Regions from separate parts of the Pan troglodytes genome. Here region 2 is linked to region 1. Evidence: chromatin contacts called from public HiChIP or PLAC-seq data. All regions are on one chromosome and are shown on one strand. The core of a region is the stretch at or near the end of the contact, and the rest is flanking DNA. Distances in the headings are between cores, read along the strand shown.

Region 1 (4,623 bases), core at 1,837-4,336:
GCTTGAACCCGGGAGGCGGAGGTTGCAGTGAGCCGAGATCGCACCACTGCACTCCAGCTTGGGCGACAGAGCAAGACTCCGTCTAAAAAAAAAAAAAAAGAAAGAATCGTATAAAAGAATGTACATAATTATTTGAAAAGGTGATTGAACTCTCCTCCCTTTTCCAGTTACATATCTATGTGAGTCTAGGTTTTCTTCATGTACTTCAGTCAAAACAACCTATCATGACAGACTGGAGAAGCAGATATGAAAATCCAGCTGACTTCTTGAGGTTGGGCACGGTGGCTCGCGCCTGTAAGCCTAATCCTAGTACTCTGGGAGGTCAAGGCAGGCAGATCACCTGAGGTCAGGAGTTCGAGACTCGCCTGGCCAACATGGTGAAACGCCGTCTCTATTAAAAGTACAAAAAATTAGCCGGGCGTGTGGCGCATGCCTGTAATCCCAGCTACTCGGGAGGCTGAGGTAGGAGAATCGCTTGAACCTGGGAGGTGGAGGTTGCAGTGAGCTGAGATTGCGCCACTGCACTCCAGCCTGGGCAACAAGAGCGAAATTCCATCTCAAAAAATAATAAAAGTACAAAAATTAGCCAGGCATGGTGGTGGGTGCCTATAGTCCCAGCTACAAGGGAGGCTGAGGCATGAGAATTGCTCGAACCCGGGAGGTGGGGGTTCCGGCGAGTCAAGATCATGCCACTGCACTCCAGCCTGGGTGATGGAGTGAAACTCTGTCTCAAAAAAAAAAACAAAAAACAACAAAAAAAATAGGGTCTTACTCTGTCACCCAAGGCTGGAGCACACTAGTGTAATCGTGGTTCACCACAGCCTAGACTTGGACCTCTCAGGCTCAAGCAATCCTCCCATCTCAGCCTCCCCAGTAGCTGGGACCACAGGCGTGTAGTACCATGCCTGGCCAATTTTTTAATTTTTTGTAGACACAGAGTATCACTATGTTACCCAGTCTGGTCTCAAACTCCTGGGATCCTGCCTCAGCCTCCCAAAGTGCTGGGATTACAGGTATGGCCCACCTCGCCCAGCCACTACAGATATTTTTAAATTCCCTAAGCAGCTAATATGATAAAATAGTAGACAGATTCATATAATATATAAGACTACATGTACAAAATAATATAATTTCACGAACTAATTCCTCTTCAAATAGGAATGCTTGAATTTCTGTAAATTAAACGAGTACATATATGTGTACTCCACCACATACTCATAGAGATTAGAGAGTCTTCTATAAATGAAGCATAATATACATGTTTCATAACAGATGATTACTTTCAGGATTTTTGCTTATTTAAACGTGTTCTCAGTCATACAATAGAGAGTTGCAGGCCAGGTGTAGTGGCTCAGGCCTGTAATCCCAGCACTTTGGGAGGCCAAGGCAGGCAGATCACTTGAGGTCAGGAGTTCGAGACCAGCCTGGCCAACATGGCAAAACTCCGTCTCTACTAAAAAGACAAAAATTAGCTGGGCATGGTGGTGCGCACCTGTAATCCCAGCTACTCAGGAGGCTGAAGCAGGAGAATCGCTTGAACCTGGGAGGCAGAGGTTGCAGTGAGCCGAGATTGTGCCACTGCACTCCAGCCTGGGCAACAGAGTGAGACCTCATCTCAAAAAAAAAAAAAAAAAAGAGTTGCCGTTACAAGACAAGTGACCTCTCGATTAGCAACTTAAAATTCTATTTTGCAGTCTGACTCTTAATTGAGACAATGTAGCATATTTACCATACTTTTAGTGGAAATAACCTAAATTCAAATTCTGCCACTTACTAGTCTGACATTAGGCAATTTCCAATGTACCTGAACCTTGGTCCTTCATCCGTAAAAATTGAATACAAGTAGTACCGATCCCAGGGGATCGTAATGAGGATTAAATGATGTGTATGTAAACAGCCTACTATGGGGACTGATACTTAGTAGGCACTCATTTACTAATATTAGTAACTTGTGTTCACTTCCCGCTGGTGTGGTGTAATGTTTGCAGAAGTTTTCGCAGTTTTGAGTATAAAATCTGAGACTGGGAGGTGATCCCCTTTGGCCTTTCATGTGCCCTTGCTAATTCTACAGATCCCTTCCCATCCCTTCCCCCAAATATACACCCCAGTGATAAGTAGAGCTCTATCTTCCACGTCCTTTCCAAAAGCTCCAGATAACATCAGAGCCCCTATACTGAACAATTTGTCTGATTCTGAGAAGGGGGTTCAGTAGATCTCGGGCCTAGGTCCGTGTTCTGCCCCTAATTTGACCACGTGATCTTGGACAGGTTACTTAATTTCTTCAGTGAGCCTTGGGTGTCCTCAGTCGCAAAAGGAGTAGCAGCTTCAACCACTCCCAATGTCCCTTCAGATTTTAGACTGGGAAGAAACTGTCCACGCACCACAAAGATTAAAAGCGCCTGGAAACCCCTAAATACTCTCCCCAAACCCATTTCAAACGTCACTGCTTCCGATGTCTGGACTTCTTGGCATTTCGTACAAATCTCAAGGGTCCATGCTGGCCCCTGCGCCCTCACGCGGCTAGGACCTCACATTTCTACGTCGCCGGCGCCCTACCCTCTCTGGAGCTGGGTCCATATCCCCTTCCCAAGAGCGCTGCAGTAAGCACTGAATGAAATAACGGCCCCGCCTGACAGAGCCCAGCACAAGGCAAATGCTCAAGAGATGTTGGCTAATATCAGCAGTCAAGGGATCCCGCGCCCTCCTTGAGCCTCGGTTTCCTCAAGAACGTAATGAGGACGGGCACAGACAATGCTCAAAGCCCCCAGCAGCGGGCGGAGGGTCCCGAGGCGGGCCTAAGGGGCGCACGCTGCGGAAGGCAGGGCAGCCCCGGAAGCCGGGCGGCCCTGAGAGTCCCGGGTCCAGCCCGGCGCGGAGATGCGTCCTCTCACCTCCCGGGCTCAGCAGCAGCTTCAATGCCTCCAAAATCCGATCCAGACCGCATGTCTCCTGAGCCCCGCTGCCCACGGCCTGTCCTGGGGCCGCCATGACTGGAGTGTAACACCACGCTCGCGACCCGCTCAGGCGCCTCGGCAGGGCGCCGCCGCCGCCATGTTAAGTGTGGCAGAAAGCGCTGGGCACACTATGGGGCGGGGCCTGCAGGGTGGGGCGGGGCCAAATCGATCGGGAACGCCCCCTTCACATTTTTTTTCCGTCCCGGCTTAGTCCGGGGGGTAAGAGGGAACCCAAAAATGGCTAATCTGCCCACACGCACAATTTCAGAAGCTCAATATGATTAACCGCTATGTAAAGAAGGAAGAGAGAAGTAATGTATCATTAAATCTATATTTCAATATGAAAATACTCAGGTACTCAACACTGGCAGACATAATGAAGCAGACAGATGCTTCCATCTGCTTACAGTGAAGTATGGATAAGAAAAACAATATTCAGGCTGGGCGCGGTGGCTCACACCTGTAATCGCAGCACTCTGGGAGGCCGAGGCGGGCAGATCACAAGGTCAGGAATTTGAGACCAACCTGTCCGATATGGTGAAACCCCGTCTCTACTAAACATACAAAAATTAGCCAGGCGTGGTGGCGGGCGCCTGTAGTCCCAGCTACCCGGGAGGCTGAGGCAGGAGAATCGCTCGAAGCTGGGAGGCGGAGGTTGCAGTGAGCCGAGATCACACCACTGCACTCCAGCCTGGGCGACAGAGCGAGACTCCATCTCAAAACAAACAAACAAACAAAACCTAAGTACAGACGTACACACGCATATATATCCATCGTGAATGTAAAGCCACAAATGTTGTTATGGGTAATATGATTTTTTTTTTTTTAGTGAACTTAGTAAAGTTCCCAGTAAAAGTTCGATCTTTGTTCTGTTTTCATGGTTGATGCATTCCTTGAAAATTCAGTGTCTATCAAAACCATGCCCTCCGCCAAACTGTTTTTATATGTAAAACAGAATGGATTTGAGATTCAGATAATCGGAAACAGGTTTTCGCCTACATAAATCCTGGTGGGACGTTGAAAAACCATGTTGTCTGAAAGTCATGCTGCAGACACAGGACAATGTTTTTGAGGGCAGGACCTTTATTTTTATTTTATTTTTTGAGATGGGGTCTCGCTCTGTCGCCTAGGCTGGAGTTCAGTGGCGTGATCTCGGCTCACTGCAACCTCTGCCTCCCAGGCTGAAACAATTATCTGGCCTCAGCCCCCCGAGTAGCTGGGATTACTGGAGTGCCCCAGCATGCCCGGCTAATTTTTGTATTTTTTGTGGAGACAAGGTTTCGCCCTCTTGGCTAGGCTGGTCTTGAGCTCCTCACCTCAAGTGACCTGCCCACCTGGGCCTCCCAAAGTGCTGGGATTACAGGCGTGAGCCACCGCGCCCAGCCCAAAGGACAAACTTCTTAATGATCCGGTCCTTGGGCGAGAATAAGCTGCGCATAGCTATTACCCTTTTTGGCATGACTCTTGTTTCTTCTTTTCTTTGTCATTTTGGAATGCAGGACCTGAGAGGGAAAAACGCTAAAAATTTTTTTTTAGAGATGGAGTCTCTATGTTGCCCTGACTTGTCTCAAACTCCTGGCCTCAAGTGATCCTCCTGCCTCAGCCTTCCGAATAAAATCTTGTGCGTGTGTGTGTGAGACAGAATCTCACTGTCACCCGGGCTGAAGTG
Region 2 (5,116 bases), core at 1,595-4,094, 260 kb before region 1:
GCAACTAAGTCAGGGCTCCTAACATCTCCCCTGTTGGAAACAGCTGTATTTTTTAACAGCCCAGGACTTGGCACTAGAGAATTGGGTTTAAGACAGCACTTCTGCCTCCTGGCTGCCTGACCTTGCCCCAGTTCTCTGAGACTTGGTCTCCCCATAGCACAATGGGAGTTCTAATGGATTCCTGCCTCATGTCTCAGGTAAGTCATTTCCCTAAAAATGGAAACACTTCCGGCCCCGAAGAGCTACCCTAGTGGTGAGGGTGACTGTGGTTTCCTCCAGAGCAGGTGGGGAGGGGGATGTGAGGGAGGGGAAAGAAAAGGTGACAAGGATGGCTGCCGGCCTTCCCATTCTGACCCACACTATCTCCTCTCTGCCACCTGCCTGATCTAGAGAACCCCATGTTCACTGAGGTCTACAGACAATGATGCCTCGCTTCCAAGCTTGCTCCAACTCTTAGGTCTCAGGAAACGGAGCCCCCAAAACAAACACACTTTCCTGTCGGGACGCCTCTCACATAGAAGGGACGAAGAACACGCAGTCACTGCCTAAATCGACCTGAGACTCCGGCACTAGCAGCCTTCCAGCAGCGTTGGCCCGAAAAGAGCTGCTGGCAGCCTAGCCTCTCCGGGAAGCGCGGCCTCCGGGCGCTCTGCCCCACCGTCCCGGGGAGCCCGCCGTGTGCTTCCTTCACAGGACTCCCAGCCCTCCCTGTTGCCACCCTACTGCTCGCGCCTGCGGCCCAGGAGTCCCCAGGCCTGCATCCGCAGCCTAGGAGCGCCCCCATTCCCCTCCGGAGCTTACATGCTGAAGGGGCGCGGCGGGACCCCCCTGCCTGCCTGCGCTCTAGGTAGGGGAAGGGGGCGCCAAGGCCAGCCCAGCAACCTGGGCGCTGGCGCCCCGCCTCGGTGCAGTGCCGGAGGCGGCGCCCACCAGGTCAAAGCAGCCGCGAACGCACTCGCTACGCTTCTCATCCCCGCTCGAGCCTCGCCTCTTGGCAAAGGCGGCGCCGGCCACACCCACGTGCCGGTTTCCCACGACCCAACCGGGAAGGAACGGAAAACCCAAGGGATCCCAGTCGGACCAGGCCCTGCTCTTCCTGGTATCCCAGCTACCTTGGCAAAGTGTGCCTGTAGACAAAGGCGCATCCCCGGTGTCGCCGGCCCTCTCCTTCCCTGGGCGGGACCCCTCCCCCGCAGGAATTAGAGGCATTACCCAGGTTACTACCCCCACCCCCAAATAGAGGCCCCCAAAATGTCCCTCAACCAGATACCCCACGTGCAATCAGGCGCTGGTGCAGGCTGTGGTCGAGGTTCTCCTGCCCAGACCTGGGGCGGGGGGCTGTGTCACCCCAAGCCGGCAGAGGCTGTGGGGTGATCCTACAGCCTGGACCGCCGCCTCCTCATGCCCTTCGCTCATCCACGGGAGCCCAGCCCAGGCAAACTAACGCGCACTCGGCTTTCAAGGGCACAAGGTTGGGGGCGCTCTCAAGTCCGGCTCCCAGGACTACGGAAGGAGAACCCCCAGTCAAGGACGCACGCTTCTCCATCAAGCCTCCGAAACTTTGAGGGGCTGCTGGTGTGCAGCGTCTCTCCCGCTGACAGGTGCGCCCCGCGGCAGGGCCACACGCGGCGGCATGGAAACTTGTGCGCCCAGCGGGGCTCCTCCTCTTGTGCCCGGCCGCCCTCCGGGCCCCTCCAGGCCGGCCAGGGGAGGGGAGCCCACTCCCCCGGACACGTGCTGCCGCGGCCCGGCTAACCCGCAGGAACGTGGGCGCCTGGTACCTTGGTGCCCGGACAGGTGCAAACCCCCGGGAGGTCGTAGAAGGTGCGGGGGAGGGGTACCCCAGCCAGCCTGGAGCCCCGCACCGGCGTCCGCCTCCTAATTCATTCACAAAACAGGAGCCGCCGGGGAGGAGGGAGGCGAGGCTGAAAGAGGAGAGGATGCAGGAAGAAAGGGAGGAGGGGTCAGTGGGGAGGGGGCTGCAGGAACGGCCGCCGGGAAGCCCGGGGCTGCCGCCGCCCCCAACCCGCCTCCCCGCGCCGGACGCGGCGCCCGCAGGGCTGGGAGCTGGCCGGGTGCGGGGGGCTCGGCGAGAGGCACCCCTGCCGCCCGGCGCTCCCCGGCCTCGGCGCAGCCCCGCGCGGCCCGCCCCTCCTGGGTGCCGGCCGGCCCGCGCTCACCGTGCCGCCGGCTGCCGCGCTCCGGAGCTCAGCAGGCCCGCGGCGGCTCCATGCCCCTCCTCCCGCTCCGCTCCGCGCCGCCGCGCGCTCCGACTGCCGCCTGCCCTGCCGAGCCGCCCTTAAGTACCCGGCGCGTGCCCGCCAGGAGAGGCGCCTCCCCCGGCCCTGGGGCCGGGAAAGTTGACCAGAGTGGGAGGGCCCCCGAGGGCGCACCCCCGACCCCGCGCGGTCCCAGGGAGCGCCACAAGCCAGCGCTCGGCGGGGACGCCTAGTCCCGGGTGGACGCGGCTCCGGCTCGCAAGACTCGCAGCCCCTGCGCCCTCTCCGAAGCTGGGTCCCCCGATTGGGGCCGAAGGCCACGCGGCTCTGCAATCGCCCTGGGACCAGCTGCCAAGGCGAGACGGTCACTGGGCTCAACCTAGAACCTGAAGCGTCGTTAACTTTCCAGATACCACGCAGGGACTTCCAAAATTGTTACTCTCCCTCCCCGCCCCCACGCCCCGCTCTCTAACCCGCAAAACCTACTCACCCTGCAAGGAAGGCGAGCTGAGAGCACTCTTCCCCGACTTCTGCACGCGAAGGGGCAGTTCGCTGTCTAGGGGGCTCCCGAAAGCCAAGGCAGCAAAACCTTCCTGCTGGCAAGAAAGAGGCGCTGAAGAGAATTGTCAAATGTAAAAAGGCTGGTCAAAGAAGGTGTTAACAATTGTGACAGCTTAGCTTTGAATTCCGCAGTGGGGCGCTGATGACTTTAAGGCGGTTTGCAAAAGCTGCAAACGGTTTTGTAGGAACCTTGGAGGTTCCGGTGTCTTAAAGCCAAAACAATTCCTCCTCTTCTTTTTCACACCTTTATTTCCGACATCCATGATCTCCTAAATTCCCAACTGACCTTATCGACAGTAGTTTTCAGGTCCCTAAAAGATAGTGCTAGACTCGAGTAAAGTGAGATGAAGTGAGTTGGGGTGCGCTGGGGTGGGGTGAGATCGAGGAGGGGGGAGAGTTGTTAGCAGAGACAAGAAGTTTAGAACCAGCTGAAGGCGATGAGTTTTTACATCTCAGGAAAACTTGAAGAGAAATTATAATTAATAACTAGTTTTTAAAAAATGAGTGGCCGGGCGCCGTGGCTCAAGCCTGTAATCTCAGCACTTTCGGCGTTACGGGCACCATGCCCGTAATCCCAGCTACTCGGGAGGCTGAGGCAGGAGAATCGCTTGAACCCCGCAGGTGGAGGTTGCAGTGAGCTGAAATCGCACCACTGCACTCCAGCTTGGGCAGCAGAGCGAGACTCCGTCTCCAAAAAAAAACAAAACAAACAAACAAAAAAAACACAAAAAACAGAGTTTACCTGTTTTCCAAATACACCTGATATAATTTCTATCACTTCTTCCCAAGCTGCAACAAATTTATAGGCACCTGAGCTGCAGTCTATAAAACTTCTCCTCTCGGAAGTTTTAGGGGCTCAGGGACTTGCCTGCCCACCATTGCTCAGTTTGGGCCACAGACCTCACACCTCAGTCCCCGCAGGCAAGCAAAGACCCCAGGCACACCTACTCCACACAATCCCATCTTACATTATTGGCCAGGCACAGTGGCTCACACCTGTAGTCCCAGCACTTTGGGAGGCTGAAGATGGAGGATCGCTTGAGGCCAGGAGTTCAAGACCAGCCTGGGCAACAAAGCGAGACTTCCCCCGTCTCTACAAAAATTAAAATTAAAAAATTAGCCAGGGCCGGGTGGAGGCTCACGCCTGTAATCCCAACGCTCTGGGAGGCCGAGGTGGGCAGATCACGAGGTCAGAAGTTAGAGACCAGCCTGGCTAATATGGTGAAACCCTATCTCTACTAAAAAATACAAAAATTAGCCAGGCATGGTGGCACGTGCCTGTAGTCCCAGCCACTGGGAAGGTTGAGGCGGAAGAATCGCTTAAACCCAGGAGACGGAGGTTGCAGTGGGCCAAGATTGTGCCACTGTACTCCAGCCTGGGCGACAGAGTGAGACTCCATCTCAAAAAATAAAAATAAAAAAAAAAAAGAAAAAGAAAAGAAAAAAAAAAAAAAAACATTAGCCAGGCATGGTGGAGTGCGCCTGTAGTCCCAGCTACTAGGGAGGCTGGGGCAGGAGAATTGCTTGAGCCCAGGAGGTCAAGGCAACAGTGAGCTATGATCGAACCACTACACTCCAGCCTGGGTAACAGAACAAGACCCTGTCTCAAAAACAAATTCCTGGACTCCAGCAAGCCCTTCCGCCTCAGCCTCCCTAGGAGCTAGTCCTATAGGCATGCTATCCAGCCCAGCTGCCAATGTGTTTTGAACTTCAGATGGCCTGAGGGGCCCTACCAGAGCCATTCCTACTTACACAAAGATGGAGAAGCCTTAGGTTGGTGGAGGGGAGGGCTCTAGAGTCTGCCAGTAAGCCCCAGTGTCTTCATCCCAGAGATGGGATTGCTAGGCGGACTGATAGGAAGTTTGAAGAGTTTGGCTGAGGGTAAGCGCTCAGCAAGTGTTAGTTAACCAGACAGCAGCATCCTTTGCCCATGCCACGGGTTCTACATGGCCATCCCTCTAGAGCACTCAGTGACAGCAAGTTCAAGGATCAGTGTTTGAATAAAAGAAAACTGCCTGGCCGGGTGTGGTGGCTCACACCTGTAATCCCAGCACTTTGGGAGGCTGAGGCGGGTGGATCACCTGAGGTCGGGAGTTTGAGACCAGCCTGGCCAACATGGTGAAACCCCGTCTCTACTAAAAATACAAAAAATTATCCGGGTGTGGTGGCAGGCGCCTGTAATCCCAGCTACCCAGGAGGCTGAGGCAGGAGAATCACTTGAACCCAGGAAGCAGAGGTTGCAGTGAGCCGAGATCGTGCCACTGCCCTCCAGCCTAGGCAACAAGAGGGCAACTCCATCTCAAAAGAAAGAAAGAAAGAAAAATGTCTTGTCTCTT

The links. HiChIP or PLAC-seq counts read pairs in DNA pulled down with a chosen protein or histone mark.
Region 2: a contact with region 1 is called in an H3K4me3 HiChIP or PLAC-seq map of stem cell-derived excitatory neurons, with 6 times the contacts expected there. The contact joins the promoter of HAS3 here to the promoter of TANGO6 in region 1. A contact is called at or near these places in 1 of 1 datasets of contacts at active chromatin or transcription factors (stem cell-derived excitatory neurons) and 1 of 1 other capture datasets (stem cell-derived neural stem cells).

Annotation. Positions count from the first base shown.
Region 1 is chr18:66,882,392-66,887,014 of NHGRI_mPanTro3-v2.0_pri, reverse strand. TANGO6 (transport and golgi organization 6 homolog) reads right to left here and starts at 3,086. Exons shown (of 18, transcript XM_511059.9): 1 at 2,892-3,086. The coding sequence starts at 2,988.
Region 2 is chr18:67,144,953-67,150,068 of NHGRI_mPanTro3-v2.0_pri, reverse strand. HAS3 (hyaluronan synthase 3) reads right to left here and starts at 2,844. Exons shown (of 4, transcript XM_001168498.7): 1 at 2,710-2,844.